2 separate regions of the Pan troglodytes genome follow, and region 2 is linked to region 1. The links are chromatin contacts, called in public Hi-C maps. All regions are on one chromosome and are shown on one strand. Each heading gives the region's core, a stretch centred on a gene start, on an enhancer-like site or on the middle of the called end of the contact. The rest is flanking DNA. Distances are from core to core; before and after follow the strand shown.

Region 1 (7,623 bases), core at 2,374-4,873:
TCAGCTGCATAGGTAGAGACACGTGTTCTATAATGCTAGATCAAGACCACACTGGACTTGTTCCAGTAAATCAAAGAGAGATGCTTCTGGTTTCAGTTAAGTCATTAGAACAAAAATCTTCCTTCAGAGTGTTTACATTTGCAGCGCTTAGGCTTGTAAAATGAGACACATAAATAAACCCTCCTCCGACCAGCAAAACAAAAGTATTTTTTTCCTCTTCACAGATTGAAGTAGTTCAAGTGAGAGTCTCTGAGTTTTCCTAGGCAATCACCAAAGAATATTAGCCTTTAAAAATAAGCTGATGATTAAATGACTTGCTCCAAGTTATTGGTGGAATATAAAGTTTTTTAGATTGGTTGTTTTTTGTTTTTTGGGGGAGGCAGGGAGAGGAGATGCCATTGTGTAGAAGCAAGCAAACATGGCATTTTGGATTCTGGAAAATAATGTCAAAAGCATAACTAAGAAAGTCCTTTCTTTCCTACAGTTTCAGTTTCATATTAGCCTAACTTTAAAATTGTGTTTTTAAAGTAACGTTAAAGGGGTCATATCTGATTTTTCATAGCCTTAAAAAAAAAAAAAAAGAGAAGAAAAGCAAAATAAACTCCTAGCATGCTTATAGTTCCATTATCTCCCTAATTACCCTAAATTTTAATATTCTAATTACTCTAAATTTTGGAATGATGCAAATTAAACTGTTACCTAACTTGTTGACCTTGTAGAAAGAGTGGAAAGGGAACAAGAGCTGGATATTTTGATTCCAGAGGCACTGGTTTCATCACGGTTTTGGGTAGGAACCAAAAGTACCGCACATCAAAACAGTAGCTGTTTCCTTCAGCCCACACGGGCACACTCAGGTCAAGTATTCTGAACCAAAGGCACAGGTTGACTCTTGAGAGCCGTGGGCCCCTTCACCAGCCTAAGGGGATGACTTGGGAATTTCAAACATCCGGGATTGCCACAGCATCATACCTCATCTAAAGTAGGTCCCTCTTTGTAGGATGAAAAGAAAAGCTCTTTTCTTGCACCTTTCACCAGAGGAAGTGGATTTGGCTCAGCAAAAGGGCAGGCTGCCGATGGGACCAGAGGACTCCCAGGCCTAACCTCTACTTCGAGAATGGGCAAACCCTGGCCAGCAGGCCTGATCTAAGAGCTATGTTCAGAAGCACAACAGAGTACAGCCACTTTGGAAAACCATCTGGCAGTTTCTTACAAAACTTACCATGCAATCCAGCAATTGGGTTCTTAAGTATTTACCCAGTGAGTTGAAAACTTATGTCTACACAAAAACATGCACGCAGATGTTTATTGAAACTTTATTCATAATTGCCAAACTTAGAAGCAACCAAATGTGGCTGGGTGCAGTGGCTCACGCCTGTAATCCCAACACACTGGGAGGTTGAGATAGGCAGATCATTTGAGATCAGGAGTATGAGACTAGCCTGGCCAAGGTGGTGAAACCCTGTCTCTACTAAAAATTCAAAAATTAGCCAGGTGTGGTGGCAGGCATCTGTAATCTCAGCTACCCAGGGGGCTGAGGCAGGAAAATCACTTGAACCCGGGAGGTGGAAGTTGCAGTGAGCTGAGATCATGCCACTTCACTCCAGTCTCAATAAGAGTGAGACTCCATCTCCAAAAAAAGCAGCAGCAACCAAGATGTCCTTTAATTGGTGAATGGATAAACAAACTGTGGCACATCCATTCAATGGGATATTATTCAGTGATAAAAAGAAATGAGCTAGTAAGCCATGGAAAGATATGGAGAAACCTTAAATGCATATTACTACATTAAAGAAGCCAATCTGAAAAGGCTGTATACTGTATGATTCTAAGTATATAACATTCTAGAAAAGGCAAAACTATAGAAATAGTAAAAAGATCAGTGGTGGCCAGGGGCTGGAGGAGAGGGAAGGATAAATAGGTGGAGCACGGGCTGGGCGCGGTGGCTCACACCTGTAATCCCAGCACTTTAGGAGGCTGAGGTGGGCAGATCACCTGAGGTCAGGAGTTCGAGACAAGCCTGGCCAACATGGAGAACCCCATCTCTACTAAAAATACAAAAAACTAGCCGGGTGTGGTGGCAGGCACCTGTAATTTCAGCTACTTGGGATGCCGAGGCAGGAGAATCACTTGAACCTGGGATGCGGAGCTTGCAGTGAGCCGAGATCATGCCATTGCACTCCAGCCTGGGTGACAAGAGCAAAACTCCTGTCTGAAAAAAATAAAATAAAATAAAATAAAATAAAATAAGTGGAGCACAGGGGATTTTTAAGGAATGGAGCTATTTTGTGTGATTCTGTAATGGTGGATATATGACATCATGCATTTTCCAAAACTCAGAATGTTCATCACCAAGTGAACCCTAATGAACCCTAATGCAATCTATGAACTTTAGTTAAAAATCATGTTATCAATATTGGCTCATCAATTGTAGCAAATGTTTCATGCTGATGCAAGATGTTAGTAATAGGGAAAATGGCTGTGTGTGCATATGTGTGGGTAGGCGTGAGAGCATATATGGGAACTCCCTGTACTTTCCACTCAGTTGTTCTGTAAATTTAAAACTGTTCAAAAAAAAATTAAGTTTCCTAATTCAAAAAACACACACAAAACACATGTGAAGGGCCTCTTGCCCTGGCCAGGTCCCCGGGCCCCATTGCAACATTTCGTGGATTTGGCTTAGTTTCCTGTTGGTTTGCACCCTGGGTTTTCTGAACTTCAAAGGACCCTGGCTACCTGAGGTGTTCATTCCTACCTGTTGCCTGTCTTGATCATCTTCAAAATCACCTGCAGTGCTAGACAAACTCTGCCCACACCAGGAATGTTTCAGCTTCTCCCACAGGTTTACCCATAGTACCTTGAGCCTTTGTGTCTCTGAGTGACAATTTCCTCATCCATAAAATGGACATAACGACACAATCTGTCTTTACACTTGTTCTCATGCAACCCACCTGTACCAAGTTCCTTCCTTGTGCCAGGCACTGTTCCAGGCACTAGGGCTGCTACTGTGAAGAAAAGAGACAAAACTCCCTGCCCATGTGGGCTTCTATTCTAGCAAATGGATTAGTAGGAAAACTCACGGAATTTCTAAAATAGTGTTTGGCTCATAGCAGGTGCTTGATAAATACCAGCAACTGTAGCGGCGAGCCCACTGCCTCTACTGGGACAAGAGCTATCATTCGGGGCTTGGCAGGAAACACCTGTGCAAACCCTGGAAATGCCATCCCCAGGCAGGCTGCAGCAACTTTATGCCCCAGCAGATGGCAGCAGCTGCAGACACATCCCATGGTGGCCCTGAGCGCCTGCTAAGGGGAGGGAGGAGGGATGGGCTGATGAATGAGAGGCTCAGACTGTTATCCTCTGGATCACAACAAAATCCTGTTCTTTCCTCCTGAAAACAGAGCTCCTTATCTTATCGAGTCATCTCTAGCTTTGTCCTTTCAAAAGCAGCCACTTAACCCCCTGCAGCAGGGAGACAAATCCTTCCCAGCCCTGCAAGTCAGACCTGAGGTTTCAACTGCTGAATTTGAAAGCGGAAACCACCTGAGAATTTAGTGAGTTCAGAGGGTTACAAAGTCAAAGGCCTCTAGGGGCCAGGTAGGGAATGATTGCATGAGCAGGAGGAAAGAGGAGAATTGGCTGAAAGGCTAAAGATGCCTCGCAAAGCTCTTCCTGGCTCCACCGGATCGGGCAGTGCAGATCACCCCAAATGCTGGGAGGAGCCAGATATCTGGACTGTGATGTGATGTCACCCCGTTTTTTTTTTTTTCTTGAGACAGGGTCTTACTCTGTTGCCGAGGCTGGAGTGCAGTGGCACGATCATGGCTCACTGCAACCTCCACCTCCCAGGCTCAGGTGATCCTCCCACCTCAGCCTCCAGAGTAGCTGAGACTACAGGCACAGGCCACCATGCCTGGCTAATTTTTGTATTTTTCTTTTTTGTTGTTTTTGTAGAGATGAGGGTTCATCATGTTGCCCAAGCTGATCTCGAACTCGTGGGCTCAAGCAATCCACCCACTTCTGCCTCCCTAAGTGTTGGGATTACAGGTGTGAACCACAGTCCCTAACCTGTTGCCCCATTTTCAGAGCACAGTGTTGGCCCAAGAACTTCTCTGACAATTGGATTTGGCCTGAGCTCTCTAAGTTGTGACCCCTGACACTTCACTTGAGCTATTTCCAGATAAATTACACGTCCTGATGGAAGCCCAAAGAGGAGTGGTAATTTGCTGAAGGCCACCCTTTGAGTTGGGCACAGGCCAGAGTTAAACTGAGTTCCCTTCGCTGGTTCTGCTTGTAAAGCTGCATCCCTCTGCCATTAAGTGGGCTGTGTTTATGTGTGTGTCTGAGAAGAAAAGCAAAGTGGTAAAAACATGGAGTGTAGCCTGAGATAACTGCAACTGGTATTATTACTTCTCAACTATAGATAATAACAGCACTAACAATGCTGAACAATTTATTGGGCATAGGTGCCAGGCACTGGGCTGAGTACTTTCCATGGATTAACTCATTGCATCCTCGTGCCTAGCCCAGGAAGACATTGTCATTATCCCCGTGTCATACAGGTGGAAAGGAGGGCATGGAGTGATCTTCTGAGAATTGCTGAGCTGGAAGTGGTAGGATCTTAATCCTTTTGCTTTGACAAGGGAGTGATCAAAGGAGGGCTCTCTTCCTGGCCTCTTGGCCCAGGGGCCACCCCAGGGAGGACGCTGGAGGGATGGTCCCCTGAGATGGGGTTGCTATAGGAAAGGGTTCACAATCCAGACCCCAAGAGAGGGTTCTTGGATCTTGCCCAAGAAAGAATTCAGGGCGAGTCAGTAAAGTGAAAGCAAGTTTATTAGGAAAGTAAAGGAACAAAAGAATGACTACTCCATAGACAGAACAGCCCTGAGGGCTGTTGGTTGCCCATTTTTATGGTTATTTCTTGATGATATGCTAAACAAGGGGTGGATTCTTCGTGCCTCCCCTTTTTAGACCACATAGGGTAACTTCCTGATGTCGCCATGGCATTTGTAAACTGTCATGGTGCTGGTGGGAGTGTAACAGTGAGGATGACCAGAGGTCACCCTCATCACCATCTTGGTTTTGGTGGGCTTGGGCCGGTTTCTTTACTGCAAAGTGTTTTATCAGCAAGGTCTTTGTGACCTGTATTTTATGCTGACCTCCCATCTTATCCTGAGACTTAGAATGCCTTAACCGTCTGGGAATGCAGCACAGCAGGTGTCAGCCTCATTTTACCCAGCTCCTATTCAAGATGGAGTTGTTCTGGTTCACGCGCCTCTGACAGGGGGATCCAGGACCCAGGCTTGCTGGGAAGGGGTTTGGAGAGACCATTTCCTCCCCACCTGGCCTGCAGGCATCACAGCTGACAACTTTCTACCTCTCTGCATCCTCAGATAACCTTCCTGGGGAAGGTGGCAAATGACACAGGAAAGAGAAACAGGCCTAGACCAGGAAAACTGGGAGGAAGGGTAAGAAATTTGCTCTGGCTTCCTGACAGAGACTGACCCCAAATGGGCCCTGGGGACTCCAGTGAGGCAAGGGGGTCCTCTGGGGAGCTTCAGAGCCTGTTAGAAGTGAGTGGAATGCCTGTTGGTTCTGCCAGGACACTGGTGACACAGCGTATGGACTAGAAGCAGGAGGGTAAGGGCAGCCAGCACCAAGTCTCTTCCCACCCCTCTCTGCTCAAGATTCTTCCAACGTCCTCTTACAATAACTCGCTCCCCGCTCTCCTGCCTCACATTCAGACATAAACTCAATATTCAGTGCTTTTCTAGTATTTTCTAGCTTGCCAGAACTCTCAGAGTTGTAATGCTGTATCTGGACTCTCCCTTCTCAGTATTTACTAGTTTATCGCTTAGGTAAGTCTCCTAACATCCCCGAGCTCAGTTTTCTCATCTGTAAAATGGGATAACAATACTTACTTTACAGGGTACGGTTCTTGTGAACTTTAGAGATAACATAGTACAACGTCTGATGTGGTGTTGAAACTCAATACACTGTATTAGTTACTGTTATGCTTCCTCAGGACAGGGTCTCATGCCTTGACCTTCTCATTCCCCCCAAACAACAACAACAACAACAAATGCTCTGGTGCTGCACTCTGGGTGGGCTTTGTCAAGGAATCCAAAACCAATCAAGAAAACTACTTCATGAAAAAAGTTTAAACGGAAAATAGTGGTTTAATGTGTTTTCCCTCCAGGGTAAGATTTGCACTTTAACAGAATTTTTCAATGCCTTAAGTTGAATGAATGATGAATAGAGGGGGCTGCAGCAGAAACCAGGCTGCCAGTGCACATGTGCAGCTTGGAGGTGCTGTGGTACTGATGCCGAGGAAAACTAGGACACAGAACACGAGACACCGTCATTTGGAATCACTTCTTCTCTCCTTTACCTTCCATACACACACCCCTCAAACCATCAGAGTTAGAGATGCCTTGAATCAGGACTGTGTTTTTCCTCTCCATATTTCCCAATATGTAAAATGAAATCATAACAACCATCATAGCCATGTCCTAGGGATGTGATTGTGAAGACTGAATGAGTTAATGCACATAAAACCCTCACCGCAATGCCTAACACCTAGGAAGCACTATATATGGGTTACTTGCATAATTACTGGGTTGGCCTTAAGTTTCAGTTCCTACAAATGTGAGCTATTAGTGAACGTTATTCCTTCTGTTCAAACTTGCATTTGAAGATATACGTGTGTCACATTTCCTGAAATCTTGAAGGTCTCTCAAACGTCATTTACATTTGGATTCAGAGGGAACTATACTTAATCTATGCTCTATTGTTAGCATAAAGCAGCTTGCTGCATTGGGAAAGACACAGGGGCAGATGATTCAGAGCTTGCTGACCTTGGAGCTGTGTGACCTTGGACAAGGTGAGAAACAGGAATAATTCATGGAGTCTTTTAAGGGTCAAATGGCATCGTGGATGTGAAAGATAAAAACCTTAAGAAAAGAGTAGAAAGCTGTTATTACTAACACTGCCAAATGGATTCCTAGGAAGTGGGATGAGGGATTTTCCCTGCTTCTGCTCCCTAAACTCAGCATCTCATACATCAGTAGATGTGGGTGGGGTGACTGGCCCGGGATAGCACACACGGCTGCTTAAAGCTGGCCCGTGGAGATGTTTTGGCTTAAGGATCCGAGCATGGAAGGGAACACATATGGCCTTTTCTTGCTGAGAAAGGAAGACGATAAGCTTTATTCTTGTTCTACCACATCCAGCCACAGTACGGAGCAGTGGGACGCCGGGATATTTTAATGGGAGCAGGGTATCTCTTAGCAACCCATGTCTTTGCTTCATTCTGTGGAATTCCTGAACCTCTCCGCACTGAAGTTTTCTCATCGGTAGAATGGGGATACCACACATATAGGGTGTTGGAAACATTAAATGCAATGATGCTTGTAATTGATTAGCAGAGTACCTTCAATAGCATGTGGGAGCAAATGGTAGCTATGAATCTGGGACAGTGTTGAGCGCAGAATGAACGAGAAACTTTTTGTTATAGTACCAAGGCTCAGAAGAGCTTAGTTTGTATTTGGATCTGATTCTTGGGCAAGACGCTTACTTAGCATCTCAGTTTCCACAACTATGAAATAACCAAATCAGAATCTCCTA
Region 2 (7,623 bases), core at 1,992-4,491, 380 kb after region 1:
GAATCATGGGGTGAAAAGGTGGGAAGAATGGGTGTATTAGTCTGTTCTCACATTGCTAATGATGATACCAGAGACTGGGTAATTTATAAAGGAAAGAGATTTAATTGACTCACAGTTCCATATGGCTGGGGAGGCTTCACAGTCATGGCAGAAGGCAAACAAGGAGCAAAGTCATGTCTTACAAGGCGGTGGGCAAGAGAGTTTGTGTAGGGAAACTCCCCCTTATAAAACCATCAGATCTCATGTGACTTATTCACTAACACAATAACAGCACGGGAAAGACCCCCGCTGTGATTCAATTACCTCTCACCAGGTCCCTCCCATGACACATGGGGATTATGGGAGCTACAATTCAAGATGAGATTTGGGTGGGAACACAGCCAAACCATATCATGGGTAAGGCACACAGGGATAACTTCAGATTTGTGGATTCTGCCCTCAGTCAACTGGCCCATATACAGAGCCTCACCATCACACAACCAAGGTCAAACTGTTTCACCAAGGGCTAAGGACTCCATTCCTGAGCTCAGTCCCCTATTTCTAGCACTCTTGATTATCGTTTTTTATTTTTTAAGAAAAAAAAGATAGTTCTTGTTCTCTTGGGAAGAGATGCATCTTGAATCTCTAACAAATAACTATTTAAGACCAGTGAGGGTCTAGAAAGGAAAGTGTTGCCCATAGATGGACTCAGAACCAGCAGTCTACCAACAAGCCTCCTCCCCAGCAGTCTCTTCAAGCTGTGGCCATTTCTGTGAAGGAGGCTGAAGAGTAGCTCTTCACTCCGCAGAATTAATTACTGAGGACCACAGGCCTTGTCTACACTTGGCATAAAGAACAGTTTTTAACAAGTGATTGATTTCACACACACACACTTGCAGAAATCAGTCTCTCAACAGGCAGTCTCCTCCTCCTTTGCTGGTGAGAACATAAACTGGTGTGGGCTCTCTGGAGAGAGATTTGGCAGAATGGATGGAGAAACTTAACAGAGCTCATACCTTTTATTGTTACAATTTCCCTTCTAGGAATTCATGCACAAGAATGCTCATTCTAGCCTCATTCATATTAGGAGAAAATTAAAATCAACCTTGATGTCCAGCAATCAGGACTGAATAAATTATAGCATGTCCATTCAATGGAAAATAATGCAGCCATTAAGCAAACATAAGGTATGTGGTAGACTGCTGCAAAAATAGCCACAATTATTCCCCTCCCCTTATCCATGCCCCTTATAATGTGACTTTGCCACAATTCCCAAAAAGAGGTAGAGTCTATTTTGCACCTCCTGGCCATGCGAGTCACTTTGGTCAATAGAATATAGAGAAATTGACAGTCAGTGCTCCTGTCTTTAGACCTCAAGAAGCCATGAGCACTCCTGCACTCTCTCTCTCTCTCTTCCCCCTCCCCACCCACCTTGCCTTCTCACTCTTGCTCTTGTTCCAGCTCTCAAAATCTTGACATTGACATGTGCACAAACCCAGCCTAGCCCACTGGAGGATGAGAGACCCCATGGAGGAGAGCTTAGCAGTCTCAACTGAGGCCATCTTCGATCTGACTCTAACCAGCTAACCCTCAAATACATAAGGGAGTCACCAAGTTCAGCAGAGCCACTCACCTGTCACACTTGATTATAGATACACCAATGAGCTCAGTCAAGATCAGAAGAGCCCTCCAGCTGACCAGAGGTCTCATAAGCAATAGCAAATTCTAAATGTTTTAAAATCAGCAGTTCTCAAAGCATGGTCTGGGATCTGGGAACTCCTGGGGAGTCCCTGAGGCCCTAGTAGAGGATCTGCAAAGTCCAAACTCTTTTGCTAATACTACTAACATGTTATTTGCCTTGTTCACTCTCAAGAGTGTACAGTGGACTTTCCCATAGGTTATATGATGTGTAATAACATTATTGCTGTGATAGTTAATAGAATACATGTGTGTGCCTTCTTCATTCTAAAATTATCTGAGCTTTAATTTCCTATACAGTAAATATTGATAGATATAGCTGACCTAGCAAAAGTTCTTTGAGGTCCTTAATGACTTTACAAGTGTAAAAGTGTCCTGAGACCAAAAATGTTTGAGAACCACTGTAAAACCATTGAGTTTGGGGGTAATTTGTATAAGACTTCTATACAAATATAAGCATGTAATCAAAATGTTAATAGTAATCATCTCTGGATGATGGGATTATGGGAAATGTGTATAGGGATTTTTCCCTTTTTTATACTTTATCTGTATTTTCTAATTTTTTATAAGAAATGTTTTGCTTATATGAGAAATATAGCTTTAAGATAAAGTTGACTGATCTGTATAATCTTTAGAAAGAAGAGAGAAACCTCTCTTGCTCTATGGGAAGGTCGCTCCTGTGGGAAGGTCTTGGCAGAAGGAAATAAACATGTTGAAGGCCATTCTCTGTAGCCCTGGTCACCTCCATCCAGCGAAAGTAGCAAAGGGACCCTGAATTTCCACCTCCTCCACTTCTAGAGGGCAGTTTGGTCAGCTTTCTCTCGCTGTCCTCTTTTCAAATAAGAAAAGCAAGGACTCTAGTTCCCAATGTAAGGATCCACTCAGAGAAGCCCCCAAACAAGAAGTGAGCAAGAGCCATTTTCTATTCCTGCCTGTGAAGAACCTCTAGAAGTTGACTGCATTCCAGCAGCGGTTGCCTAGGGAACACCAGTGACAAAAAGGAGCCGTGAGGACACACTAAATAACTTTAGCAACTATTTGCATTTGGCAGATGTAGCCAGGGGCAGGGCCCTGCCTGGCTCCCTGTGGAAGCCGCAGGAGCCCCACAAGGAAGGGGGGGCCACTGGAACAGTCATAGGGGAGCAGGGAGGTGGGTGAAGAAGTGAGGGCTTTAACTCTTTCATTGCCCCTCCCCAAGCCTGCTGGGGCAAGGGTTTGTCCCAGAAGAGATCTCCTGGGCTTTGTGGAAACCCCAGAGAAAGTGCAGCCTCTTCTGGGAACTGGGTCCTCCCACACACCCACAGCCTACAGCCCCCCACCCACCCGCCATGCCCCCCAGGCTTGCTTCTGCTTCCGCCACCAGGGAAGGCAGGTGACAGGATGGGCTGTGAGCTCCAGGCCCAGCCTTGCTGTGGCAGCTAATTGGGATGGTTTTTACCTGCCAGGTGAAAAGTCTGCCTGGGGAGGGGCAGTCAGCTCTCTGTCAACCCTGCTTCCTCTCTGTCTGCCAGCTCTCATTAGGACTAAGCCAGTCCCATGGAGCCCCAAGAGGAGAAGCGGCCAATGAACCAAGCCATTCCTGCCTGTGGCCTGGAAATCAGAGCTGCTTCGAGCAAGCTCTGCGCGGGCTCTTTAAGGTGAGCCTCAGTGCCTGGGCTTCCCACTCTCTGGGTGGGATGGAGACAAGACCGAAAATAGAAAGCAGCAGAGGCCCAGACCAAGCCTGGCTTTTCTCACTGACCCCTTCAAAAAGTTCTGGTCAGATCAGATGATATCAGAAATGATTGGCGCCTTTATTTCCCCCCTTTGCTTCTAGTCCCCCACCCCCTTTCCAGTTTGACCACATCTGTAGGCTCTGTTGAAACGGAGCCAACATAAACAAAAACAAACTGAAACCCAGCAGCCAGCGAGGGCGGGATGTGCCACCCATCTGGGCAGGCCACGTGCAGGGCTGAGGACTGCCAAGGCACACCTCCTGCTGGTAAAAGGCGCCGTGTGGAGTAATTAACCTCCAGGGCTTGGTGAGTGAAAAGCACCACGTAACCATGCTGGGTAATTGAAGAGGAAGAGAGGAGCGCTCTCCCGAGTGAACATTAAAATGTGTGCAGCTTGCTCGACCCTCTCAAGCAGGATGGCAGTCGGTTGGCCATGCCCCATAATGAGGCTGTCATCATTTGTCTTCCAAATTGTTGCCCAATCAGAATGGCTTCGGGACCCTCCGGCTTCTATGTATGCATATGTATAAAGAGACTTCTTAAAGCCATGCAGGATTTGTTGTTTTATTTTTTAGTGAGAATGTCCAGAGCTGGCGAAAGCAGAAGAGAAATAAACACTCCGGTAGTCTGCTGGTGAGGATGACAACTGGTCGACATTTCTAGAGGCCAGTTCCGGCTCCAATACTGCTTGCGTGTATCTGTGAAAGAGACCCAGGCGCCATGAGGCTAGGAAGGCTGGGATTTCGCAGCTCTTTGCACTGAAACTGCTGTTTCCTTGCTGGTGTTGCTGGAGCTGAAAATCCACCATCCTCCAGAACCCCAAATCTCTCCTGGCACCAGCTCCCGGTGGCCAGCAAGTCCTATCATCAACTGGAAGAAATGAATGACATGCTCGCTGCATCACACTCACTTAGAGGGGTCACACAGCAAAGCTGCTTAAGCCCCTGAAGCATTTGAGTTTAGAGATGTCTCCCCTTCAGTTGACAGCTGTGACTTTCCAGAAAACACATATGCCACTGTGAGGTAGGGTAGTTTCTTGTATTCATTATACAGTACCCAGAGCTCCTCCCTGTGCTGTTTATGCTGTCAGACATCTTGTTTACCATGAAAGACACCATCCCCCATCATGGGGGTCCCCGAAACTGGACCACCATCCAAGCTATCTAAATTCATTAGTCCCAGTAGCATATGTCCAAACTCAAATGTGGATGAGTCAGGAGACTTCACTTCTTAGAGGCTGCAAATAGACAACCAGAAAAAGGATTCTCATCTAATTCTGTTCATCTGGTCATTCAAATTCTGGTTCCTACTCCACCCAAAACACCATTACATGAGCCTGAGAAATGACTGGATTACACAGACAAATACATTCTCAATGCATTCCTTGGGATTGTGGGATTAAGCTGATTTTCTGCCCTTCGCATCTTTCTTTGCAGTAAAGACTTTCTGCTCTTCCAAGTGATTTTGAGCCTATTATTTCACAAGCATAGCAGATTGTTTGCAAAAATGGCCAAAACTATTCCACCCTCTGTATCTGCAGTCAGCCTTTGCAATGTGACTTTGCTGCTTTTCCCATCAAAAGGTGAAATTTGTTTCTCCACTCCTTGAGTCTGGGCTGGCCTTGTAACTTGCTTTGACCTACAGAATGATGCAGCAGTGGCACCATGACAGGCCTAGGTCTAGGTCTGAAAAGGTTTTGTGTCCTTCTGTCCTGGAGTCCAGAGACTCCCTGGGGTAGCCTGTTAAAGGATGAAAAGCTCATGGAACACAGACACTGTCTCAGCTGGGTCAGCCTGGACCAGCCAGCCCTTAGCAGCCCCGGCAGTTAACCACAGATGGATGAGTGAGCCTAGTCAATGCTGAAGAACCACCCAGCAGAACCCAGCTCAAACGCTGAGTCACACACAGCATCATGAGCTAAATAAATGGTGGTCATTACAAGCCACTAAGTTTGGGGGGTTCTTTTTATGCAGCAAGAGCTGATACCATGAACTCCCAAACTAAGTGGAAGGGGTGTCCACTTAGCCAATTGAGGACTCAGAAAGTGCTGGCACAGAAGGACTGGGTGTTTTATTTATTTATTCATTTATTTACTCAAGGCCTCATAGTCAGGTAGTAACATACTCAGAACTTGAATCCAAGTGCTCCACTGGCCTGTTTCCTCATTTGCATCTCCTCCTGAATGGCAGGTACTTGGGAAGCTTCCAGACAGCAGCTCCTGGAAATCCCTCCTGAGAGAGCCTGCTACATTTTCTCAGGGATCTGTCCAATTTCACCAGCTGCCATCCCACCCCAGCACCCTGCCTGTCTCCAACCCTCGGTCCACAGCAAACCCACACCCCCACCATCAGCTCCCTCATAACAACCCAGCCAGCACTGCCAGCTCTTTCCATCTGCAGGGTTCCAGCAGCTCCATCGCCAGCCAGCATCGCTCCCTTCTACAGGCAGCAAGAGCAACGAGCCCTAAGAACATGAAAACACTTCTTTTCAGCCACAGTGAAAGAGATCAGTGGGTGGGCCCGTCCACTTGTCGGCATCCGTTGGAGATCAAAGCAAACACAAGAGGGAACAGACCCAAAGGAAGGAGGAGGGAAAAGCCCCCCTCAACACGCTGCAAACCCAGCCAGTGGTTCTGAGGGGAGATGTGGGAATAATCCTGACCAAAACCCCTCCCCAAGGAGCCCAAAGAAAGGATGACAAAGAAATAGGAAGGTGGGGGGTGTGGGGTGGGAAGAGGAAGTAGCAGAAGGTACACAGGAAGGGAGGAGGGCTTGGAGGAAGCAACCCACCCTCCGGCAGCTCCCAGAGAGGGCCTTGCTCTATGGGGGCCCTCAGGGAAACAACAGGAGGGCAGGCAGCCCAAGGAGGGGGCAGCTGCACGCAGGTCCTGGCTGTGCACGCGGGCACCGGCTGCCAGCTGGAGGCTGCCCTGGCTGCGGAAGGGAGGGGGTGGTGCTTTTCTCTTCTCTCCAAAGAGTTGGAGAAAACCGAGCCCGGCCCATGAACACGGCCAGGCCCGATTTCCTCCTACCAGGCAAATTCTTTCCTGTGCTTGGGAAACACACCTGGCTAGAATTCTCATCCCATGGGCCAGGAGCTCAGAGCTTTCTGCCCAGTGGATGGTCCCTAGGGGAAATACAACGTTTGGCTAAAGCAAAAGACTCTGATGTCAAAAATCATCAGTGGGAGACACATGGCAAGCACCAAATTGGCTGCTCAGTGTGCCCTGAGTTGGTAGCAGTCACAGGAATGGTAATGGCAATAATAATAAGAGTAATCTAAGGGCCTGGTGTAGTGAGCACTTATGAGGTGCCTGGCATTATTTTATGGCCTCCTCACAGCAACTCTATGGGGCAGGCATCTGAGACGCTAGCAGCGCCTGGCTCCTTAAACACGGTGCACTCTGGCCCGACTTCATCTGCCAACACCTGCGCTGTTTTGTCAAAGGCTTTCTTCTCACTGGCTCTGCTGCCTCACCTAGCAGGCCAGCAGTCCCCCAGGAATTAATATCACCCCAGAGCAGCCCTCAGCCAATGGATGATGCAAGATCAATACCCCAGCTCCTCTGCTCTTTGAGTGGGATAACTCACTGTGGGAACTTCAGGGGCGCCCAGTATACCCAAGGGCGTTAAGCTCCAGTCACCCATTGTGGTGACTTGCTTGATAATACGCCTAATATTGGCTACCTTCTCCTCCCCAACTCACTTCCCCATGCCCCTTCTAGTGTTTCCTGGGGTCACCTTCCAAATAAACTACTTGCACTGGAATCCTTGTCCCAGGATCAGCTTCTGAGGAAAATACAACCTAAGAGAGGTACAGCTCCATTATAGAGGTGAGAATGTCAAGGCTCAAAGGGTGTTAAGAACTCAGTGTGGTCTGCCTGACCCCAAGTGCTCTTAATGACTATTCTCTACCATGGTTACTTTGATTTTTGTTGAGTCTTTGGAGTGCAAAGTGAACTTTCGTTCAGGCCAGAAAAAGCCCAAAGCTCACACCCCCATTGAGAGGGGCTTCTCACATGCTGTTCTGGGCTCTCCTGAGCAAACCAGAGCTAGACACAACTGGTTAAGAAGACAAGCTTTGACATCAGAAGACCTGGGTTTTCCTTCTGAAGATGCCACTTATGAGTCTATGGCCTTGGGTGAGTCACTTAACCTCTCTGCATCTGAGTTTCCTTCTCAGTAAAGTGAGGATACAGAGGCTCCCTGGTGAGGTGGAAATTCCAAGGAGT

Evidence for each region. A called contact is a pair of places that touch in the nucleus more often than the background predicts.
Region 2: a contact with region 1 is called in a Hi-C map of induced pluripotent stem cells, with 2.1 times the contacts expected there. The contact joins two enhancer-like sites. A contact is called at or near these places in 2 of 7 Hi-C or Micro-C datasets (induced pluripotent stem cells and stem cell-derived neural progenitor cells).

Annotation. Positions count from the first base shown.
Region 1 is chr2:75,865,373-75,872,995 of NHGRI_mPanTro3-v2.0_pri, forward strand. No RefSeq gene overlaps it. Among named protein-coding and RNA genes, the nearest start is that of PROK2, 91 kb to the left of the region's middle. Within about 2 kb of position 3,624, at least 4 of the 24 cell types and tissues checked have an H3K27ac peak or open chromatin away from gene starts, as enhancers often do. A contact at or near this core is called in induced pluripotent stem cells, where this site is marked.
Region 2 is chr2:76,246,685-76,254,307 of NHGRI_mPanTro3-v2.0_pri, forward strand. No RefSeq gene overlaps it. Among named protein-coding and RNA genes, the nearest start is that of RYBP, 190 kb to the right of the region's middle. Within about 2 kb of position 3,242, at least 10 of the 24 cell types and tissues checked have an H3K27ac peak or open chromatin away from gene starts, as enhancers often do. A contact at or near this core is called in induced pluripotent stem cells, where this site is marked.